Linked DNA regions of Mus musculus: region 2 is linked to region 1. Evidence: chromatin contacts called from public Micro-C data. All regions are on one chromosome and are shown on one strand. Each heading gives the region's core, a stretch centred on a gene start, on an enhancer-like site or on the middle of the called end of the contact. The rest is flanking DNA. Distances are from core to core; before and after follow the strand shown. Region 1 holds the start of 4930425O10Rik (RIKEN cDNA 4930425O10 gene). Region 2 overlaps Tspan5 (tetraspanin 5).

Region 1 (5,677 bases), core at 1,832-4,331:
CATAAAAGCACCATAACCATATCAATTGCTAAGAAGGAAAGGATGTGGTGGAATGGTCCATTATCCCAGGCACACATTACACTTTTCTGGCGTGGCTTAGAATCATTTTGTCAGTTAATAAAGATAAACCATGGATACTTTAAATGGGATTTATATTAAACCACTTCCTTGTCTTCCGGGATGTCAGACTCTCATGGGTTGTCTTCTGTTTCATCAGGCATCCTCTCCGTCTCCTTTGCTGGATCTTTTCTCTTATCTTGGATTGGATGCTGGTGGTGCTGGAGCCTCCACGTGCATCTCTCTACAGATGACCTTGTCCAGACTCCAGCTCTGCTCTTCTCTCTTTGCTGATGACCCAAGATGCTTCCTCTGAGAGTCAAAAGACTAGAGCAGCTGCCTGCTCACCATCTCCACGTGAAGTGTCATGCATGTTCCACTCAGCAGGGCCCAAACCCTTGTCCTAGTTCCTCCCCAAGTCTTCCTCACTGGGGTTAGCAAACAGGTGCTTCAGAGCAGAGACCTAGGGGACAGATTTGATTCCTTTGTCTTCCTCAATCCTCATATGCGGCCCATCAGTAAGACTTTTATTTTGTTTGGTTTTGTTGTGTCTGAAACAGGAATTCACTGTGAAGACCAGAGACTGGCCTTGAACTCAGATCCTCCTGTCTTAGACTCCTGAGTATTGGGGTTATAGGCACATCTTACCAGGCCCAGATTTGGCAACATGGAATCTGAATTTTTGCCTCATCCCCAGGTTACTATGATCACATTTTCTCCGACCTCAGTTGTTGAATGGAGTTCTCTGATTTTATTCCTTTCTCACCATCTCTGACCTGTCCATCAGACAGGTGAGTGTGTGTGTGTGTGTGTACACATGTACATGGATCCAGTCATAAATTATAGGTGAGAAGACAGCATCAGGCATCACTCTGTCATTCTCTTCCTTTAAGACAAACTCTCACTGAGCCTGAAGCTGGAGTGCACTGCTCCTCACCTAGCCATGGGGTTCCATAAGGTCACTTGAGGTCCCATGGAGTCGCATGGGGTCACATTAGGTCAAATGGGATTGTGCCCTGCTTTTTATGTGAGTTCTGAAGGTTTACAGTCATGTATTCACATTTGCTCTAGGAGCACAGAATCATCTCTCCAGCCACCACCCGGTTTTTAGATCAGGGTTTCATGTAGCCCAGGCTAACCTTTGTTATATAGCCAAGATGACCTTGAGCTACTGTTCCTCCTGTCTTTACTTCCAAGTACTGAGAGTATAGTGTCAGCCTATACAACTTGCTTCAGACAGATGTTTTTACAAATAAAACATTTTACAAAAAAACAAATTACATTTTTTTAACAAAAAGAGTACATCCTAAGCTGGTCAAATTCACTTATCAGACTGAAAACAGAACTGCAAGTCCTTTTATGGTCATTAGGCCTCTATGTGATCGGACACACACTCCCCTGCCTTCATCTCCATCTGGTCCCTAATTCTCTCACTCTGTACTAATAGCAATATATTCTTTGCTCTGGGTGGCAGGAATCCTAGCCCTAAGCCAGTATACTGGCTAGTTTTGTGTCAACTTGACACAGCTGGAGTTATCACAGAGAAAGGAGCTTCAGTTGAGGAAATGACTCCATGAGATCAAACTGTAAGGCATTTTCTCAATTAGTGATCAAGGGGGAAAGGCCCCTTGTGGGTGGGACCATCTCTGGGCTGGCAGTCTTGGTTCTATAAGAGAGCAGGCTGAGCAAGCCAGAGCAAGCCAGTAAAGAACATCCCTCCATGGCCTCTGCATCAGCTCCTGCTTCCTGACCTGCTTGAGTTCCAGTCCTGACTTCCTTTGGTGATAAACAGCAGAATGGAATTGTAAGCTCAATAAACCCTTTCCTCCCCAACTTGCTTCTTGGTCATGATGTTTGTGCAGGAATAGAAACCCTGACTAAGACAGCCAGCATCTTTATATTCTACTGTTCCCCTTTACAAGAACATTCTTCTTTTAGACAAGGCTATTAACTCTGTGCTATATTTTATTTAAGTATTTAAACATTACTTCCTTGGAGGTCTTTCCACCTTGCTATGCAGGTCTCTGTCCCTGCAACTGTGTTTGTGCCTGTAATTCCTGAGAGAAGGAAACACAGTCTCAATGTGACTGGGAATCAGACAATGAGGATGGAAACACAGTGAAATGAAGAAACTGGATACATTACACCAGTGATGGAAGCAAGAGACATGTTACATAGATGAGGTAGAGTGAGTGACTTCATTGCAGAGGATGAGGCAGAGTGAGTGACTTTAAGGGGACTAACCGACAGAAGCTGTGTTGGTTAGGTTACTATCCATGTCACACAAGCTAGGGTCATCTGGGTAGATAGAGCTTCAGATGAGAAGATGTCTATTCAACTGACCTGCAGGCAAACCTATGAAGCATTTTCTTGATTCCTGGTTGATGAAGGAGGACCTAGCCTACTATGGGCAGTGCCACCTTTGGTCACGTGGTCCTGGGATGTAAAAGAAAGCAGGCTGAGCAAGCCATGGAGAGCAAGCCAGTAAGCAGAACTCCTCCACGGCCTCTGCTTCAGTTCCTGCTCAGGATTCTGCTCTGCTTAAATTTCTGCCTTGGCTTCCCTTAGTGATGGAACATAATCTCAATGGGTAAGCAAAACAAACCTTTCCTCTAAGACGCTTTTGGTCATTTTTTTTAATCACATCAATTGAGACCTAATTAGGATGGAGGCCCTGGTCACATGCTGTTGTGCAAAGCATAGAGTCCTAAGACAAAATGAGCCCAAGTTCTCGTCCAGCAGCAAGTGGTTCAAGGCAACTAAGTGTGCTTCTGGGGAAAAGGTAGCTTCTTATAGAACTAGGGATGTAAGAGAAAGAGTCATCAAAAATCCCATTCATATGCAATTCTGAGTTTTTGTGTAATAGTTTTAAAAACTAAATTAAGCTACTTCTTAACAAAACCTGCGCTGGTGGTCCCGCTGCACTGGTGGTCCCGCTGCACTGTGGTCCCGATGCACTTGTGGTCTCGATGCACTGTGGTTCCGTTGCACTGGTGGTTCCGCAGCACTGTGGTCCCGCTGCACTGGTGGTCCTGCTGCACTGTGGTCCCGATGCACTTGTGGTCCCGATGCACTGTGGTTCCACTGCACTGATGGCCCCGCTGCACCGTGGTACCGCTGGGCAACAAGAACTGGAACCACTTTAAGAGTGAGGCCAGAGTGAGTGTGCCCCATGCCTATGCTGGAGCCCCATCTGTGTCTATAACTTGCACATTCCAAACATTTCTTCATTGGACACCTCTTTTGCTCTCTGGTTAATGCTCTGACAGATCTTCAGTTTGCTTTAGCTGACAATCTTTTCCTTTGGAGAGGTGTTACAACTGGAAATGGAAAAGGTTTTCATCTGGGATTCTCCAACTCCCCTTAGCATCAGGCACATCCCAGAGGACAAAGCCCCAGTCTATGAGCCGACAAAAGCAGATCTAAAGACCCATATCCCAGAACCCACTGTTTCCCACGTGCTTCACGAAGATACTTTGGAAGGTCCTTCGGAATCTCTCCCTACAGGTTCAGTCCAGCTTTATCCTTTACATTAGGGAGAGTGTTATTGTTTTGTTTTGTTTTTTCCAGTGGGAACTGACTGATGAAGGCGGTATAGGTGGTTAGGATCTGTCTCCTAAATCCTCACGCAGTTTCTCCTTCTTCATATAGCGTGGCCTCTTCCTCTCTGGGTCCATCTTGGTCATTCACTGTCCTTCCCCACAGGGAATGGAATTACCCACCGCAGCTTCACCCCAAGGTCAAGTGAGGAAAGAGCTGAAGGGCTGGACTGCCCTGGATCCTGCAGCATTTCCACAGTGATCTCATTTATCTCCACTGCTCCACTTTCAGTGTCTTTGGTAATTCCGAGTGGCCTGCGCAATCGTTATCTGGCCCTTGCGGGGAGATAAAAAGCCTTGTTGGTTTTAAAGGGAAAGTTTTAGTGATTGAAATTTTATCGGCAGAATGGCCATGGAAATTAGTGTGTGTGTGTGTGTGTGTGTGTGTGTGTGTGTCCACTTTGAGAAAAAGAACTGAGACCTGTATGCTCATCATTGAAATAGAAAATCATTAAGTGACTTTTGCATATCCTAGGACACTGTCAAAGGAAGCCACAGTAGGTCATCTGCCACCTATAAACTTTCTGCCCTGCATGCATACTTGTTAACGGTACCAAAGCCATCCCCTGGCTACAACTTACCTCCTTGGAAATGTCTGGCATAAGAAACATTGCCTAATCATATGTCTAAATGACACAAACTAGAGTCATTGGGGAGGAAGGAGCCTTAATTGAGAAAATGCCTCCATAAGATCAGGCTGTAGGGAAGTCAGTAGGGCATTTTCTTAAATAGTGTTTGATTTCCGAGGGCCCAGCCCATTGTTGGTGGGGCTACCTAGCCCAGTAGTTTCTCTCTCTCTCTAGCCTCATATAATATATATATTCTATGATAAATATATAATAAATCTATTTATATAATGTATAATAAATACATATTATAAATATATGTATATACTTGTATATAGTCTATATAGTAAAGTAGGCTGAGCAAGCCATGGGGAGTAAGTCAGTAAGCAGCACCCCTCCGTGGCTTCTGCATCAGCTCCCGCCTCCAGGTTCCTGAGTTCTTGCTCTGACTTCTTTTGATGATGAACGGTGATATGGAAGAGCAAGCTTTGGTTATGGTGCTTCATCACAGCCATGGGAACCCTAACTAAGACAGCCATCCATCTTTAATTTATGGGAACCCAACAGCAAACCTGCCAGGGTGGAAACTGTCCCCAACTCTGTCCTCATATAAATGAGGAAGCACATGGGCACCCACTTTGTGTGGCAACTCGTCACGCAGGTGCCCATCTCGGCATCTAGTTGTGTCTCCAGACTCTGATTTGTTCACACGGCAGTACTAAAAATAAAATCGGAAGTCAAGAAAATGAATAATTCAACTAACATATTCAGTCTGGAATATTTGAAAATTCATATTTAACACAGGATTGAATTTGCCCAGCTGTTTACATTTTCTTCCTGCCTCTCCCATCTTCTCTGTCTGATTTATACAGGAGCAGAAGCAGCTGTGGATTGAAATGCATATGCACTGCTTTCTGGCCTCCAGCTTGGCCCCATCATCCCGCCTCTTACCCCCACCCTTGGTTACTCCCCACACCCCTCCACCTTCCTGGATCCCAGGCACTATGGCTGCTCACTGAGTCCTGTGTGCTGAGAAGCAGCTCACCCAGGCTCTGCATATTACCTGGTGCTTGTGACTAAAGGTGTATGACCGTGACAGTGACCACAGGCCCTGGAGCTACATAGAATGTCCTGTGGGAAAAGGTTTCTGTTTCCTGTCAACAAAGCCTTCCTTAGCCCAGTAGCCTACCATGATTAGATGCTCCCTCCATGAGATCACTTGGGGGGCACTTTGAAGATTAAGTAAGCTTAGGGTTTCCCAGGGTTCTCTAGGGAAAGGCAGCATATTGGTACTTATTTCTTTAAACAGATTCCCGGATCCCAGACAGATGCATAAATATAAGCACCTAGAGAAAGGACCTGAAAATCTGTTTATATCAATCTTTTATAAAAATCTTGCCATCACGCCAAGTTAGGAAACACATAAAGATTTCTGAGGCTCCATGCCAGTAGTTT
Region 2 (5,677 bases), core at 1,630-4,129, 38 kb after region 1:
TTTTCCCAGCTAGGGGGTCCTTTTGAGGCCATTTATATCCGCATTATAATTACAATTAAATATACATAAGTATGCCTAAAAACTGCTTAAAATATACTGAGTAATAATTATCCATTGAAATAATTTAATTAAATTTGAAGTAATTTTTTTTTTCATTAAGGAACAAAATAAGCATCCATTTGGCCCCCACTACAAAAAAATTGCTATACACAAATAGGTATGCTTATGAAATTACTTAGTTTATTAGCATATAATTCATCCAGATTATTACATTCTCTTAATTGAATTTACACTTGTATGCTTATAATTTTAAAAATAGTTTTAAACAAGAGGTGTCTACGAGCTGCCGAACATTAAGGGCTCTGGTATTTTTAGTTGTCTGAGAGGTAAAATTCTAGGTCTAAAGGGAAAACATGGATGCTATAGTAAAAGATAACTCTCCTGCTCTGTGCTGTGAGCATCTGCAGCAGAGTTTGGATTGATTTTCACCTTCTGAACTGTCATAGACGATTTCTGTTCCTTCCTTGACATAGGAGATTCCTGTAGCTCAACCCTTACCTAGTCTGAGGCCATCCTCTGCCTCTTCACAAAAGTTCTAAAGGTGAAAAAGTGGGCTGGGGAGGGAGATGAGAAGCCAAAGCTGAGGTTGGTTACCACACCGAGGGACGTGCTTGCTTCTTGGAGTTGTGTCTTGTGGATGTCAAAGCCCCTTTCCAGGAAGGGCCTTACTGTTTGCTGCCGTGATGGGAAGAGTGTATTGAGGCTCGTGAGAAGCAATGGCTGAGATTGGGAGCTGCAGAGGGATACTCATCTATGTTTGGAAGCCCACACAGGCATTGGGTGATTTCTTGGACAGCGTTCCTGGCGGTTGTAGTGAGAGTGAGCTTTACCTGGGCCATTGCTCTGGTTGTTCATAGGGAGCAGCCTTCATCCTTCAGACATGATGTAATGTCTTTCTCCAGACAAAGAGCAGCCTCTGTGGACAGTGGGGCCCCAGAATCCCAAACATTGCTCCTCAGCTATGATGCCTACCCACTGCATGGACAGCATTCACCTTTGACCTTTAGAGCAAAGAGAACCCAGGCCAGAATGATGTTCCTGCTGCCTCCTGTGCTCTGTATGGTAAGTCCTTAGTGCCTGGTCCAGAAATCTTTGTCGTCCTCTTCTTCTTCTCCTTCTCCTCCTCCTCCTCCTCCTCCTCCTTCTCCTCCTTCTTCTTCTTCTTTTTTTTTTCCTGAGACAGGGTTTCTCTGTGTAGCCCGGGCTGTCCTGGAACTTACTTTGTAGACCAGGCTGGCCTCGAACTCAGAAATCCGCCTGCCTCTGCCTCCCGAATGCTGGGATTAAAGGCGTGTGCCACCAACGCCCAGCTTCTTTCAGGGTTCAAAAAGCAGACGCCAGTTAATTTATTACCTTGTCTATGGGGTAAAGTCAAATCTAGACCTGTCTGGTTATCCTGTGTACAGCTTTTATACCCAGTTAGATGTGCTCACATAAGTCCTGCATAGAACATACTTACACGGGCCTCCTCCACAGAGAACATGGTTGGGAAGGCGAGGGTTGGTAGTGCCTCATAGCTGGTCAGGTTTCTTAGCGGCAAGGATGTCATCTTAGATACTTCTCTGTGTGTCAGTGTGCCTCCAGGCAAGCAAAGGAGACAGACCACAGTACCTTCAGGAATTGCGTCCTGTGTTGGATGAGATTGAAGCTGAGCCCAAGTGTGATTGATTCTTGGTCGTAGAAAAGGAGTCTGACACCAGGAGTGTGGGCAGCCCCTTCAGGGACAAGCTGTAGCCCATCTGAGGCAAAAATGCAGGGTTAGCCAGATGCCTGGCCCTTAAGAACAGATGGGAGTGTCCTAGCAAGGTGCTCCTACCACGAGGCAGCAACGGCCTGTCTTGACAGCAGTGGGCCTCTGATGAAACAGGGCCAGAGAGATCTCGAAATCTGTGTCTGGTATTTGTAAGTTGTTTTCAGGCACTCAGCCATGCTGTTGGAGAAGGCCTCAGAGCTCACCTCAGAGCTCACCTGAGGCACGTTAGGGACGAGTTGATGATTGATTCTCAGTCGCTCAGCTGGGCGGAGCCAAGGCTAGTCCTTGGTTCAGAGCAATTTTGAGTGCATTTCTTTGTGAGTTCTACATGCACTTGCCATCTGTACTGGGACTCTTCACCCCCCCCCCCTCGCCGAGAGGGATAATATATAATACAGGTTTAAAATGAAGACTTTAGATGCTAGATGGTAAGAGGTGCCCAGGTAGGAAACCTGATGTGGAATCTTAGTCCTATGATTTCCAGGATGAATCTTACAGGCATCTAGTCAGACCATAAACAGAAATGACATTTCGTTCACTTAATGATAGGTGAAAAATTATTCACTGGCTGTGGCTGCTAATTGAGGTCCAGCATGAGTCAGGCTAGAACTTAGGAAGTCAGGAACAGGGTAAAAAATAAGCATGGATCAGGAAGTGGATTTTAATAAGATATCCATGGGAGGGGGACCCTTGCTATGTGAGGGCTAGATAAATATGATGATTTCCACTGGTGCTGTGCTGTGTGCTTTGGAAGTGGGAGGGGTGGGGAAGGGGAGTCAGGGCTCCTAAAGTGCCACTCTCCAAGCTTTAGCTGACATAGAAAGCAGGCGGTGCTTGTAAAGTCAAATGCTTTTTGGCATTTCTGGTGGTGTAAATTCCATCGTGTCTCTACCATTTTGAAGAACATCTTGGTGTGGTAGGAGTGAGGGGCTTCTTGTGGTAGGGCTCCCTGCTAAAGGAGAGAGGTGGCTCAGCAAGATGGCTGAGGCATGGGGACTTTGCAGAAGGGCCCAAGACAACACCCACTCTGAGTACTTCTCAGCCAGTCCCCACAGGGAACAACACCAAACACTGTGGTTGCTGAAGCTGTGCCCTTGAAGCTAAGGGAGCATGGAACGCTAGTGTGAATCAGAGTGGGTGTGGCCATTCAGGGACAAAATTCCCATCCGTTGGCTGTGGTTCTTTTTATCTTTAGTTAATGATTTCATTCTTTAAAAATTAAAAACAAAACAAAACAAAACAAAACTCCACACGTCAATTTTCACATGTTTATGGTGTTGTTTGTGGATTAGTGGTCTGTAATTACCTCAACTCCTGGGCACAGTATATTTGTTATCACAGTGAAGAGGGCGTACCAATTATTTTAAAAAGCAATTTCTCTTTTAATTTATGCACGTGCGATATTAGCTAGCTTAAATGCATATGCATAGAAAGATACGTAGTCTCTCTACATTGACCTGGCTGTCCTAGAACTCAGTACGTCGATGAGGCTGGCCTCAAACTCACAGAGCTCCACCTGCCTCTGCCTCCCAAGTTCTGGGAACATAGGTATGTGCAACCATGCCTGGAGAAAGATAATTATATATAGCTATTTATTATATAGCTATTTTATTGCAAATAATTAAAGGAAAGAAAGACTTGAATATTAACATACTTTTCATTGCCATTGAACATAAATTCTAAAATGCTGAAGTTTTTTTCCAGGGGTTTAGAGAGGACTGAAAAGACACTTAAAGTAGGGCTGTTCCCAACTTCACATCCAGGTACCATAGTTGCCTACTGTCAGCGCCTATTTCTGGGTTACCATTTGACGTGCGACACTGCCCATGCTAACTTCTCCCAGTCCCTTGGCTCCTGTCAAAGGAGCTACGTCAGTGCATCAGATGCCTCCCCAGGAGCCTAGAGGACCTGTCCTGTTTGTCACCTGCTTTCCCTCTGCCTCTCTACAGACACACAGGGCTTGTATTTGACAGATTTGATAGTGGGAGTCAGAAGGTTTTGGTATCAGAGGGTTGGAGTTTGAATCTGTCTGTCTGTCTGTCTGTCTGTCTGTCTCTGATGGTGGTGCTGGGATTCCCAGCCATCATATCTCTTGTTTATTTAATAGGAGAGTTATTTTGCCTCCTGTTAAATGTTCGAGTCTTGGTTTCCTTGAGGATCAAGGGTGTGTTGGGAGACAGTTCTTTTAGGTCACTTGTGTTTTTGCATGGGGGTTGGTTAGGGTGTTGGTTGCTTTTGATCTGAAGGATGTCTCTATAAAAAGAAGCCTAGTAAGGTTGGTGACAGTCACATAACATTTGGGCTCCTTAAGCTCAGGAATCCTCAGTTACTCTGTGAGCCCTCGGCAATGTCCTCTGGCAGTCTGGGCTTGGGGAACCAGCACTTGACTTCTGGGAGCTAAGGCCTGCCTGAACCCTGGATGAAACCCCATCATTTAGGTCTTTTCCTACAAGGACCCAGACAGCCATAGTAAAATGGGCCTCTGAGTCAGTGCCATTGGGGGGGGTCATTATGACAGGGAACTATGGATCCTGTAAGGTGGAAGGAGAGATCTGACGCCTGAACGTTTTCCTGACTGCTATATGTCACACAACTCATCCCCCTCCTCTCTTGCACACACACACACACACACACACACACACACACACACTTGTCATATATAATACTGAGGAATGTAGGTCAGTGTGTAATGTGTGCTTAGCCATGGGTCCAGTATGTAACATCACAAAAACAAAACAAAATTCTAAATTTGTTGTAAAATTTGAAGGGACAGTTAATGTAACTTTTCCTTTTGGTGAGTTTGGCACATGGGGTGTGGATAAGATCTCCCAGTCAGAAGTGCCACTCGAGGCCCTGTGATTTCTTTAGAGTGGCTGGCTCGGGGCAGCAGCCTTCTTTGTTGTTTTGGAGTCTGCCCTTTCTTTTCTCTCCCTGAACCCCATGTTCTACCTGATGATCTTTGAGTCACGGCAGATTGTTTTTTAAGGGATGTATCAAAGTTGCCTTTAAATGGTTGACTTACAAGCCGGCTGTTAAAGCGAGTTTTACAGGCTACCAGATGAGATGGAGTCAGTGGTCTGGCTAGGTGTACCGTCGCAACAGTTTTAAAAGACAGTGCCAAGATGAAGACATCCATCAGCAACCCATTGCGTCACATAGGGGTCCCGTGGTAGATGGTACCATCACAGTTCCTTGTCATGATGCCCCCCCCCCCCAAAGGTGACTCACTTAGATCTTTCTGGTCCGTGTGGGAGAAGATCTAGATGAGAGACTTTCATCCTAGGCTTCGGCAAGGCTTGGCTCCCAGAAGGCATTCCATAAATTGTTTTGTACGCTTGAGTGACTAAGAAAACATGAAAGTAAGTGCTTAGTTAACTGTAAAGTGTTAGTCGCATGTGAATTACTATCCCCCCATCCCTGTCTGCAAAGTAGACCGATGCTCAGGTGTGGCAGAGGAGAGCCGAAGGAGGAGATCTGGGGTGATGGAAAGTGGCCTCCACACTAGCCTTCCTCTCCTGAAAGGTTGACAGGCTAGGCTGTGAAGCAGTTTCCTCCCTCCCTCCCTCTCCTCCCTTCCCCTCCCCTCTCCTCCCCTCTCCTCCCCTCCCCTGCCCTCCCCTCTCCTTCCCTCCCACCTTCCTTCCTTCTGTATAGTCTTGGCTGTCCTGGAACTCACTCTGTAGACCAGGTTGGCCTCAGCTCACAGAGATCTGTCTGCCTCTGTCTTCCCTGTGCTGTGATCAATGGCATGTGTCACCCCCCAAAGGTGGAACAGTTTCTAAGGAGCAGATGGTCCCAGCTCCTGTTATCCATTTATAACAACCCCAGAGATCTTTCTAAAGGATGGGCGTCGTTCATCTCTTT

The links. A called contact is a pair of places that touch in the nucleus more often than the background predicts.
Region 2: a contact with region 1 is called in a Micro-C map of granulosa cells, with 1.9 times the contacts expected there. The contact joins the enhancer-like site here to the promoter of 4930425O10Rik in region 1. A contact is called at or near these places in 3 of 484 Hi-C or Micro-C datasets (granulosa cells, natural killer cells and nephron progenitors) and 1 of 115 datasets of contacts at active chromatin or transcription factors (embryonic stem cells).

The regions. Positions count from the first base shown.
Region 1 is chr3:138,723,903-138,729,579 of GRCm38.p6, forward strand. It overlaps 4930425O10Rik (RIKEN cDNA 4930425O10 gene), which reads right to left and starts at 3,082. Exons shown (of 4, transcript NR_040545.1): 1 at 2,960-3,082.
Region 2 is chr3:138,762,087-138,767,763 of GRCm38.p6, forward strand. All of the region lies in intron 1 of Tspan5 (tetraspanin 5), which reads left to right. Among named protein-coding and RNA genes, the nearest start is that of Tspan5, 23 kb to the left of the region's middle. Within about 2 kb of position 2,880, at least 34 of the 459 cell types and tissues checked have an H3K27ac peak or open chromatin away from gene starts, as enhancers often do. A contact at or near this core is called in granulosa cells, where this site is marked.